Linked DNA regions of Mus musculus: all the other regions are linked to region 1. Evidence: chromatin contacts called from public promoter capture Hi-C data. All regions are on one chromosome and are shown on one strand. Each heading gives the region's core, a stretch centred on a gene start, on an enhancer-like site or on the middle of the called end of the contact. The rest is flanking DNA. Distances are from core to core; before and after follow the strand shown.

Region 1 (2,567 bases), core at 46-2,545:
GGTACCCCAACCTCCCAAGCATCACTGAGACCAAAACGGTCCCTGGACACGAAAGGGAAGCCAGGCTGCAGGACAGCAGATGGCTGCTCCACCCAGCCCAGGGCAGCTGTCTCTTCTATCTTCCCTGTCACTCTGAGGCAGGGTGGTCCTTCCACCTCACTTCCTCCCCTCCTCACTCTTCCTCACTCCCTTGAGTTTTCAAAGCCTATTCGAGAGCCACGTTTGAATTTGTTTCTAACACTATGTGATTTTAAGCCACTAAATGTATCTTTTGACTCTATGTTTTCTCATCTATAGAATGGGCAGAACAATATAGACCATATAAATTGTGAGACTAAAATGATTAGCGATTCCTCATTGCTTAGAATAATGACAAAGAAATGGTTCAGTGTCCTAGGATATCCCATCCAAGCCAAGGTGTAGTTGTGTGGGAGTACTCAGGCACATGAGAGACCCCTAGCTCCTCTCATGGACTGTGTTTATAATGTTCCTCTGTTCTCTCCAGTTCCAGGCTGCTGCTTTGTGATCCCTGCTCCACTTTGGCTGCCAAGTCTTCTTGCTAAATCCTGACCTAGCCACCTAACTCCTCAGCTGACATTCTGCAGCAGGTGCCCCCGTTGTCACCTTCTGGCCCTTCAGGGTCCAATCCATCGGAAATCGCCAGTTTTATCGTTCTGCACCCCCACCCCCTCTTCCGGACATCCTAGAAAATGTGGCCTCCAGTGGTGATGGGAGTAGCTGTTTGCACTTGCTCTTTCCTTCCCAAGGGGTTCCCTCCCATCCCTTTCCTCTGCCTTGCCTAATCAGGCTAGTGGCCAGATGAACGCGGTTCCTAAAAGAAAGGTGATCGAGAGACCGAGAGACCGCAACTCAGAGAACCGCAGTTTCTCAGCTTGAAAAAGACAATGAGAAAAGAGATCTCTCAAGATCAAAGGAGGGGATGAAACAATAAGTGAACACGGGGGAACTAGGAAGTGGCGTTGGAAGGAGTGACTGCTAACGGGTTATGGCAGGTGCCCAAGCAGCTGCCCCCACCCCTGTCCTTTTATTCTCAGACCTCGGCCTCCCACCCTCCTGGGACATTGCAAGACCCAAACCACCGGAGGTACCACAGGAGATCAATGGAAAAGGAGAGGATAGGGCGGGGGCAGTCAAAGGGGGAGGCCAGAGGCAGAAAGCATGTGGTTGGGCCCCACGCCTCCGAGGAAGCCATGCGAGGGTGACCTGGGATGCTCTCCCCACCCCGGCCCCCTCCCTTCCCAGGGGGCGGCCCACATCCAGGCCGGAGCCCGGGCGGGGCGGCGCCGGCAAGGATGAATAATTGAGGTAGAGGGGAGGAGGAAGAGGAGCGGCGGAGGAAGAGCGGGAGGCGGGAGCCGCCCGCGCAGGGTCCTCCCCACTCCGCACCCCACCCGCTCCGCCGCCCGGAAGTCGCTCCCCGCCTCCTGCTCCGCCAACATGGCCGCGAAGTCGGATGGAGCGGCGGCCGTGGCCGGCCCGGGGCCCGAGGGGCCGGCGGGAGCAGATCGGGGCGGGGCGGGAGGGCGCGGGGAGGCTGCGGCGGGGATCGCGGGCCCGGGACCGGTGGAGGCGGGGTGCCCGGGGCCACGCTACGAGCTGCGGGACTGCTGCTGGGTGCTGTGCGCGCTGCTCGTGTTCTTCTCCGACGGCGCCACCGACCTGTGGCTGGCGGCCTCCTACTACCTGCAGGGTCAGAGCACCTACTTCGGCCTCACCCTGCTCTTCGTGCTGCTGCCCTCACTGGTCGTGCAGCTGCTCAGCTTCCGCTGGTTCGTCTACGACTACTCGGAGCCCGCGGGGACCCCGGGACCCGCCGTCAGCACCAAGGACAGCGACATAGTCGGAGCCGCCATCAGCACCAAGGACAGTGCTGTCGCCTTCCGGACCAAAGAAGGTAGCGCGGAGCTGGTCCCCCGGCCCGCACCATCCTCGGCCGGCACCTACCGCCGCCGCTGCTGCCGCCTCTGCGTCTGGCTACTGCAGACCCTCGTTCACCTCCTGCAACTCGGCCAGGTCTGGAGGTAGGAAAAGAGCAGGTGAAGGAAGCTTGAGTCTGGGAGTGGGATGCCGCCCCAGATCTGCTCTGGCCTTTCTAGCCCGCCCTGCTCCTGTCCTGACCCTCACCCCGACCCACTCCATTGCCGCTCTCATTTCTTTGCAGTCAGCTCCTCACCTCTGCAAAACTCTGTTGGAACCATAGCTTTGATCTGGCTAATGGGGCAAGATGGGGTCAGAGATTCTGAGTGATGTATGCAGAGAACAAGGGGACACTTGGAACAGGACCACAGCGATCCTTCCAGTCCTGACCCTTCCCCCATGTCCAGGTACCAAGCCTCGACTTAGGAAACCACTCAGAAGTCCTCCCTACCACTCACAGGCACTCAGTTTAGAATTGCAGCCCACCCCAACATCCTGGAAAAGGCAGCTAAATGACTATCCCGCCCAAACTTTCTGGTTTTGTAGAGAAAGGGCCTGGGGTGAACCCAATTCAGCACTGGTTAGCTCCTACTTCCTAAGGAGCTCCACAGTGCCGTCCCATCCCCCAA
Region 2 (2,567 bases), core at 41-2,540, 500 kb after region 1:
CGGGCCAGCCTGAGAGACGGGGGAGGGGAGGGGATGAATAGGTCATGCCGCCCCCGTCCCAGGGTGGGGGGAGCGCGGGGCCCGGGGGGCGGCGGGGACGCCCCACCCACCCTTGGGAGGCTGCTCCTGCGCCAGGCTGCGGCTCTGGCTGCCCCTCCCCGGGCCAGTGCCGGGTGGGGTCGGGGCGACAGTGCCAGGGCTAGCCCCCTCCCCTAGTGCGGGGAGGCCCAGTGGACTCCCCGTCCCGCCGCTGCCCCTGCCTCCCCACCCCCGCAGCACCACCCTACACACACACACATAGATACACGCGCGCGCGCACACACACACACACACACACACGCACACACACACCGCCCAGCCGGCCCGGGGGCGGGAGCGCGAGGCGCCCGGGACAGGCGGCCTCCGGGCGGGAGGGGGGGAGGCTGGAGCTCCGTAGCAGCCGCCTGCTGGCTGGGGGGAAAGGGGGAGGGGAGGGGACGAGAGGACAGAACACGCTGGGGTGAGCAGCCCGGGACAGCCCGCCCGTCACGGCCATGGCCCGATCAGCGGCGCAGAGGGGGCAGGGACGCCCCAAACCCCGAGCGCTGCCCGGGCGGGCCAGGGAGGGCTAGTGAGCAGGGACACGCACGCCCCGGGTGGGCTAGACACACGGACAACCCCAGAAACACACCATTCGGACACACATCCACACCCCCACCCCGCCCCCGCCCTCCCCAATCCCGGCCACGGGACTAGCCCGCGGCCGCCGCGCGCGCACTCACCGAGCCCGTCTTGACCGGCACATACACCACTTGGCCCATCTTGGGTTCCCGGCCGCTGCCCAGGCGGAAGCCCTTGGAGCGCACCCAGAACTGGAACTTGCCTTTCTCGCCCGCCGCCGGGCCGCTGCCCGCGCCGGTCCCGCCGCCACCCTGCAGGACCTCGGCGATCCGCTGGTATTTGCTGCGTGTCACTGTCTTGGTTTTAGCCGAGTCGCCGTAGGTGCGCAGGCACCAGTCCCGGAACTGGCGGCCCAGCTCCGAGTCCCCGGGGCTGCGCTCGCGCTCCCAGCCCCCGCGCAGCAGCAGCGTCGGCTTCGGCATCCTCCCGCCGCGCCCGGCGCCCTCGGGGGCGGGCCGGCCACCGGGCCGCCCGGTGCTGGAACTGGGCTGGGCTGGGCCGGGCTGGGCAGGGGCGCGCCGCGGCCCGGGCTGTCCCGCGGTGTGGCTCTGGCGCGGCTGCTGGATGGGCGCGGGCGGCGGCCGGACGCGCGGGGCTGCGGCGCGCTCTGTCCTGCTCGGGCGGCGGCGGCGGCGGCGGCGGCGTTGGCGGCGGCGGCTCCGACTCGCCTCCTGCTCCGCCTCCTCCTCCCCCCGGCCGGGATGCAGGAGAGATGGAGGCAGCTCCGGGCCCGGAGGTGCAGAGGGGGCGGGCCGCCCCGCGGGCGGCCAGGGGAGGCGGGAGGCGGGGAGCGGCCCCGGGCACGGGGAGCGAGACCGAGCCTGGGCGCGGGCGGCAGCGGTGGCTGTCAGCTTGCGCGGCTCATCCTGCTCCTGCTCTGGCTCCGGCTGGGGCTCCCGCTGCTGCTGCTCTTCCTCCTCCTCCTCCTCCTCCTCCCGCGCCCGCCTCCACCACGCCGCGGGATCCCACCTGTTAGAGCGGCGCAGGCTGCGCCGCCGCCCGCCCCCCTCCCTCCCGCGCCCGCGCGCCCAGCCCCGCCCGGCCCGGCCCCTGGGGGCGCGGGGGCTGCTGCACCCGCAGCGGCCGGGAGGGCAGCAGCGGCAGGCGCGCGGTACCCAGCTAGGGATCGTGTTCCATCCGGCTGGTTCGGCCCACAGCCTGGAAGGCCGCACTCTGTCGGGACGGGCTGACTGTCCCGCAGGCAGTAGGGCACAGATCATAGCCCAGACACTGGCGTCCCCAGCCTCCCCGATTGGGTCGTCTTAGCCGAGGTAGCCCAACCCTGGCGGTGTGGGACAGGCTCCTCTCCTCACTCCTGCAATTGGCCTGACCGCTCTGGTGTCAGTATGGGTGCCAGAATAGGAATGTTCCCCCGGGGGGGGGACCCCAAGCCACCACCCTTTGGACCCCCAAACTTTCTCTCCTTCCACCTCATCTGAATTCCCCCAAGATTGGCCGGCCTTGCCTTAGTGTAGGTGGGGGTGGGTAGCCCCAGGCCCTATAGAAGTCACCTTGTCCGGTGGCCTTCCTGGTGCCAACCTCACTGAGCCTCTGAAGACCTTGAACACACCCACAAACCCATTCTGAGAAGCCTGACCTTCCCGGATGCACCTTGGCCTAGAATCCCTTGGAGAATAAACTTAGTGATCTCACACCCCCTCCCACCTGAGCAGATCTGACCAGTGTAGAACTTCCTCCTCCCCTATGAATTATAAGCATAAATAAAGGTTCAAGTCAATCCTCGAAGATTTCTGCCTTCCTTTCTTATCAGGGCATAAGAAATTACTGCATTATCCTTTCTGCTGTCCCCTGGCGGCCACCCCCATGTCATCAGGCCACTCTTACAGACACATTATCACTCAAGAGTTGAGTCCCAGAACAGGATCATTTTCTGCCTAAGAACTCCA
Region 3 (2,567 bases), core at 38-2,537, 380 kb after region 1:
TGCAGTGGCTGCAGGACAAGGCTTTGGGAAGCTCCTCCTGGGAAAAGGCGGGCCACAGTCAGGAAGGGAGGCTTGACGCTGCATCTTTTAAAACAAAAGGAAAACAGAACAAGTTCCCTGACTTAACTAGGTAATGGAATCCTGTGTCCACACTGACTTGCTCCTGGTATGGCTGCTCTGAGGCTTTGGAGACCACTTCTCTGGGAAGAAGCCCAGGTCAGCATGCCAGCATCTACTACTGTCCTGCAGCCCCTCTGGAAACCATCAGCACTGGCATTGGTTTTATTTCTCTTGAAAGCAAAACACATGGAACCTATGCTCACACCGTACTCTAGGAGCAGGCTGCTAGTGGCTGGTCAAGACTGCTTGCAGTTAGAAAATACCACTTAGATATAGATTATGCTCGTCCTTACAGATGTGTCCTGTGGGGATAGAGGGAGGAGCCCCTGCCTAGTCTCTTCTATCTTCTTCCAAAAATGCAAGCCATTTGTGTCTAGCTTGGGTACTGCCTCTGGGAGCAGACAGAATGCGGTAAGCAATTGATAACAGAAATTCTAGGGTGGCGATTGTCTCTGCCAATTTTCAACATTTTCACAAATTGCCTGGAGTAACATTTTGCAAAAAGATCTACTGATTACTTTGTAGTATTCACACACAAAAATAAATATTTACACAAATTCAAACATCCAGGAGTCCTACTGAGCAGGTGGGGAACTGGGCACATGTTTGGCCAGCTGTGGGGAGGCCTGGGCACTGGAGTTTGTGCTGTATGAAGGGGCTCAGGTGTCCTGGCCCAGTCCAGAGGCCTGGTGAGCGGGCACATGAAGGCAGAGGTGGTGTGGCTGGGTAGGCATTGTAGGCCATGTGAAAGACCACATTTAACCCCAGTGTGGAAGTGTGCAGGGTGGGGAACCCTGCCTTACAGCCCTGAATCTGAACAGGTAGGGTATCTGCACTGGCACTGCTTGCCTACCTGTTTGAAGGGTAGTCTGTCAGGCTGCCACAAGCAGTCCCTGCCATAGACCAGTTTGGGAAGGGGCACTCGCTCTGGGACCAAGAGTGGCTCTTTGTGGTTAGCTTAGTGTCCACTCAGCCCTGGCTCCCTTGAGGCCTCCTAGCTCTGAGGGAAGAAAGGCAACAGGGCTTCTGCCATCTCTGGGCAGGGGCAGGCAGCAGAGTGCTGCTGTCATGGCTACGGAGTGTTGAGGGAGAGGCCCCCTGGCCTGCTGAGGTCTGGGTGAATCCCTGGTTTTAGCAGCACTGGTAGGTATTGCACAGAGCAAGAGGAAGTGCCTGTCAGGGAGGAAGGAAACCAGGTCAGCTTTTTCTTGTCCCTTGTCACACTCCAGGGACTAGGTTTCTTACAGGACAGGCCTTTCCAGAAGAAAGTTTGATCTTAGGAGAATGCAAGTAGTTCTGCACTTCCACCAACGATCTGATCCCTCTACTCCCATCGTGAGGTGAGGAGTGGAAACCATAATTCACCCTTGGGCACACAGATGCCTGGCCAAGAGAAGTGGCCCCTCAGCAGGTTACCTGGGGGCTGTGTGGGACCTGGACCAGCTCCAGACACACTATCCTGTCAAGCATCTCCAAGAGCCCAGGCTATGGCAAGCTGCTGGTTTTAAGGGCCAAGCCCCTCTGGGCTCTGGCTCCTGGACACTGGGTCTCATTTACCTCCCAGAAGATAGCTACATTGTGTGGGAGTTGGGGGAGACAGCCGTTCAGAACACACTTGGAGCACGTCCTGGAAAAGCCCACGCTGGAGTGTGAGGTAGAGTACAGGTGACCGTGTGACTGGGACTCTGTCGGATGGGATGGGTGGCTGCTTTTGTTTGTAGTGAGTGTTGGTGAGGTCCCTCTGTTTGGCAGTGTCCCTGTGGCAGCACTGGGATCTGCAACAAGACAGCCTAGTGGTGGAGTGTGGTGGCCTTCCCAAGGGTATGCTGGGCACTCGGGACAGTGAGCTGGCCCCCAACTCTGCTGGCCCCCAGCTCACATCAGTGTAGTGATATGGAATGTTAGGTACAGGGATCCATCCTTCTGATTAGACAGACACAGACTGGCAATCTGTACAAACACAAAAGAATCCATTTCAGAAAAATAAATTACTAAGGGGAGAGAAAGGGTCCACTTTTGCTCTTCTCAATAAATATGCAATTCTGCTCACCTAAGACTTGAAAGGTAATTATGGGGGGGGGGAGTTCTAACATCGTGGTCCACAAAGGTGATTCTAAATAGAGCTGTAGCCCCTGTGCCTTTTCAGGGGAACCTCAACCCTTTTAGAGCTGCCCCACTGGCCTCTTTCCAAGCAGGTCAGAGCACCCATGTGGTGAAATTAAAAAAAAAAAAAGAAAAGAAAAGTGTCCTTGTGCCCAAAGTCTCAGATGCTTGGAGTGCAGCTAGAAACAGCTCTTTTGGATCCCACCTCTTTCAGAAAACAGTGTACCAACTGGTGAGGCAGGAAGCTGGGTCCAGGCTGGGACAGCCTCCTGGCGTCGTGCACTCTGGGGGCCAGCAGGGTCAGTTCTGCTGTAAAATGAGGTTTTCCAGTTCATCTGCAGAAC
Region 4 (2,567 bases), core at 41-2,540, 260 kb after region 1:
ATTATTAGCCCTAGAAACTACCAAGAGATACAGAAGAGATGAAACATAAACACATATATTGCATTATGTTCTTGTAAACAACACATAATGTGTTTGTAACCAATACAGGTAAACTTTACTTTGCGTCAGTTTGGTAGGTATCTTTTTTTTTTCTTTGTGTGTAGCTCCAGCTCTCCTAGACTTGCTCTGTAGACCACATTGGCCTCCAACTCAGAGATCTGCCCACTCCTCCTTCCAGAGTGCTTTTTGCTTTGATGGAAGGGTAGCCGGACTCCAAAGATGCTATGCAGGGAGGATGACTTGATGTGATTCCGGTTTTCAAATTATTGTTCAGACTATCTAGTCGAGATGCCAACCATGCACTCCCAGCCCAGCTGGTTTGCATGTGCTGAAGTCAGAGGACAACCTAAGTTGTTTCTCTCCTGCCGGGTGGGTCCCTGGAATCTACCTCAAGCCGTCAAACGCGTTTACCCACTGAGCCATCAGAGGGTAGCATCTTTTCCCTACAATTATGTGTATTTATTTTTGATACTGAGGGACAGAGTCTCGCTGTGTAGTTCGGAACTTGCTCTGTACCCAAGCATGGTCTTGAGCTGTTCATCCTCCTGCCTCCATTTCCCGAGTGCTAGAACTATAGTCATGAGCCATCAAGCTCAACCAAAGTTTTTTGAGTTGATGGTAAGAATAGTGGGACTCCAAGGATGCCTTGCAGGGATGTGCTTCAGGTTTTAAATTATTATTCAGGTCACCTCGCCGGGAATGGATGGTCAGGCCTTATACTCTATTAACAGAGAACAAGAATTGCAGTCGAGTCTAAAGATGACAGGTGGCCTGGCCTTGCTTGTGGTGCTGTTCTTTAAAAAAGTGGAGAAAAGCAGGAATATATGAAAGGCAGACTGTGGGACTCGATGGCCAAATGAAAGTGACAGGCAGGACAGATTTTCCTTCATCCCTGGGTGGCCTTAATTGGGAGCCACTCAATACTAATCTGAGACCCAGATCAGAGAACTGACCTGAAAGAGCTTTCAGAAGGGGAGGATGAAAGCGCGTAGTGTGACCAAGATACTGGGCTCTGTTTCACAAACGGAGAAACTGAGGCACCCGAGACCAGAGGACCGAGTCCGGGTGCCTAGGAGGGTCAGAGTGTCCGCGCGCTGGGAACCTGGAAAACGCCGCTGCACTCCGGGTTCCGCCCCTCGGCGAGCTCCTCGCTTCGGAGGCCCAATAAAGTTATTGAAATTGACGCGGTTGCTAAGGAAGTGGGTCGCCGAGCCGGGTTGCTAAGGAAGTGAGCGCCGCGGTCTCTCCCCATCCGGGGCAGCTGGGAATGGCTGAGCCCCGGGTTCGCCGCCGCCGCCCGCTCTCGGCTGCGGCCGCAGGTGAGTTCGAGATGCTGGGGTCACCGCGGGGCGCCCAGCATTATCCCGATGTCGTTGCTCTGCGAGCCGCAGCATCCTTTGTCCGGCCTCTGTGGTATCTCTGACCACCCGGCTTTTTCTCGGGCGCGGCCGGTACGACCCCCCAGTCTCGGCCGCCCGTGCTCGCTCCTCACGGCCGGTCCGGGGCCACAGTCCCAGGCCCTGGCTGGAAAGGCAGCTCAGGAAGCAAGAACCTGAGGTCCGAGCCTCAGGGCGGTGCCTGGCTCGCTGTGTGACCTTGGACAAACCCCTTGCCTTCTCTGGCAGCAGCAGACCTGTCTGCCCATTGGGGTCTTGACACTTGCCGAGGAGACTTGTATATGAAAGGGCTCCAAGTGGGAAGAGGGTGAACGGCCAGGATACTCTATGTGGAGACCAAGAGAACTGTTTGAAGTCTGAGTGCTTGAGTTTGAGGCTGCATAGCGTGGCGTTGAGTCTTCTCATCTGTAAATCAGATCATGGGATTGCCCTTCGTGGGAAGCAGGGCGTCTGGAGTAGCTTGGGACATGATGCTTAAAAAAACAAAACAAAACATGTTAATTGCATATAACGGGTTTCATGATGACGTTTCATCCGTGTGTATAATTTATTTTATTCGTGCTCCCCTCCCACTGACCCTTTCCCTTCACTTTTTAGTCCCTTCTAATTCCATGCCCTAGCGCAGTTTACAAAAATTAGGTTCTTTTGAGGAGCATGGGCGTTTTGCCCGTGGCTACACTACAGAAGAAAATGCCTGCTACTCCCTCAATCACCAATAACTCATGTGAGGTGTTAGGTTTGGGGGTGTGGTGGTGGTGGGGACACAACACCTCAGGAATGGGTGGCTGTGTTGTGAGCCCCTCCCCCTAGCAACCGTTAACTGCCCATAAATCCTCGTGTAGGGGTGGGTCCTGTTGAGCCCCTCCCCCTCCACAAAACACGTGGTTAAGTACTACTTATCACTAATGGGATGGAGCCTTCCAAGAAGGGGAAGATGACTTGGAACCAGAAGGACTTAGGTGTGTAGCTTGCTAGTGCATATGGGTATTCTAGACACCCTGGCCATTCCCCACCCACAGTTTTACTTTGTAGTCTGCTCAGAGGGGGGAAGTTACTGACCTCTTAAAAGGTTCTGTACTTGTGCCATGCCTGTCACCCGGTATATTCATA

Evidence for each region. Promoter capture Hi-C pulls out the DNA fragments that hold promoters and counts their contacts.
Region 2: a promoter capture Hi-C map of pre-B cells shows a contact between it and region 1, with 6 times the contacts expected there. The contact joins the promoter of Nol4l here to the promoter of Xkr7 in region 1. A contact is called at or near these places in 14 of 39 promoter capture datasets (the 3T3-L1 cell line, the C10 cell line, the HPC-7 cell line and 7 more) and 3 of 484 Hi-C or Micro-C datasets (all in embryonic stem cells).
Region 3: a contact with region 1 is called in a promoter capture Hi-C map of neutrophils, with 5 times the contacts expected there. The contact joins the enhancer-like site here to the promoter of Xkr7 in region 1. A contact is called at or near these places in 11 of 39 promoter capture datasets (the 3T3-L1 cell line, the C10 cell line, the HPC-7 cell line and 5 more), 1 of 15 datasets of contacts at CTCF or cohesin (large pre-B cells), 1 of 115 datasets of contacts at active chromatin or transcription factors (large pre-B cells) and 2 of 9 other capture datasets (embryonic stem cells and liver).
Region 4: a promoter capture Hi-C map of pre-B cells shows a contact between it and region 1, with 4 times the contacts expected there. The contact joins the promoter of Kif3b here to the promoter of Xkr7 in region 1. A contact is called at or near these places in 2 of 39 promoter capture datasets (pre-B cells and stem cell-derived epiblast-like cells) and 1 of 9 other capture datasets (pancreatic islet).

Annotation. Positions count from the first base shown.
Region 1 is chr2:153,030,557-153,033,123 of GRCm38.p6, forward strand. Xkr7 (X-linked Kx blood group related 7) reads left to right here and starts at 1,296. Exons shown (of 3, transcript NM_001011732.1): 1 at 1,296-2,042. The coding sequence starts at 1,459.
Region 2 is chr2:153,528,681-153,531,247 of GRCm38.p6, forward strand. Nol4l (nucleolar protein 4-like) reads right to left here and starts at 1,291. Exons shown (of 11, transcript NM_001134300.2): 1 at 762-1,291. The coding sequence starts at 1,082.
Region 3 is chr2:153,409,089-153,411,655 of GRCm38.p6, forward strand. It overlaps Nol4l (nucleolar protein 4-like), which reads right to left. Exons shown (of 11, transcript NM_001134300.2): 11 at 1-2,567. The coding sequence ends at 2,524. Among named protein-coding and RNA genes, the nearest start is that of Asxl1, 65 kb to the left of the region's middle. Within about 2 kb of position 1,288, at least 15 of the 459 cell types and tissues checked have an H3K27ac peak or open chromatin away from gene starts, as enhancers often do. A contact at or near this core is called in neutrophils, where this site is marked.
Region 4 is chr2:153,290,126-153,292,692 of GRCm38.p6, forward strand. Kif3b (kinesin family member 3B) reads left to right here and starts at 1,291. Exons shown (of 9, transcript NM_008444.4): 1 at 1,291-1,379. It overlaps Gm39961 (a long non-coding RNA gene), which reads right to left and starts at 1,301. Exons shown (of 3, transcript XR_866869.2): 1 at 1,014-1,301.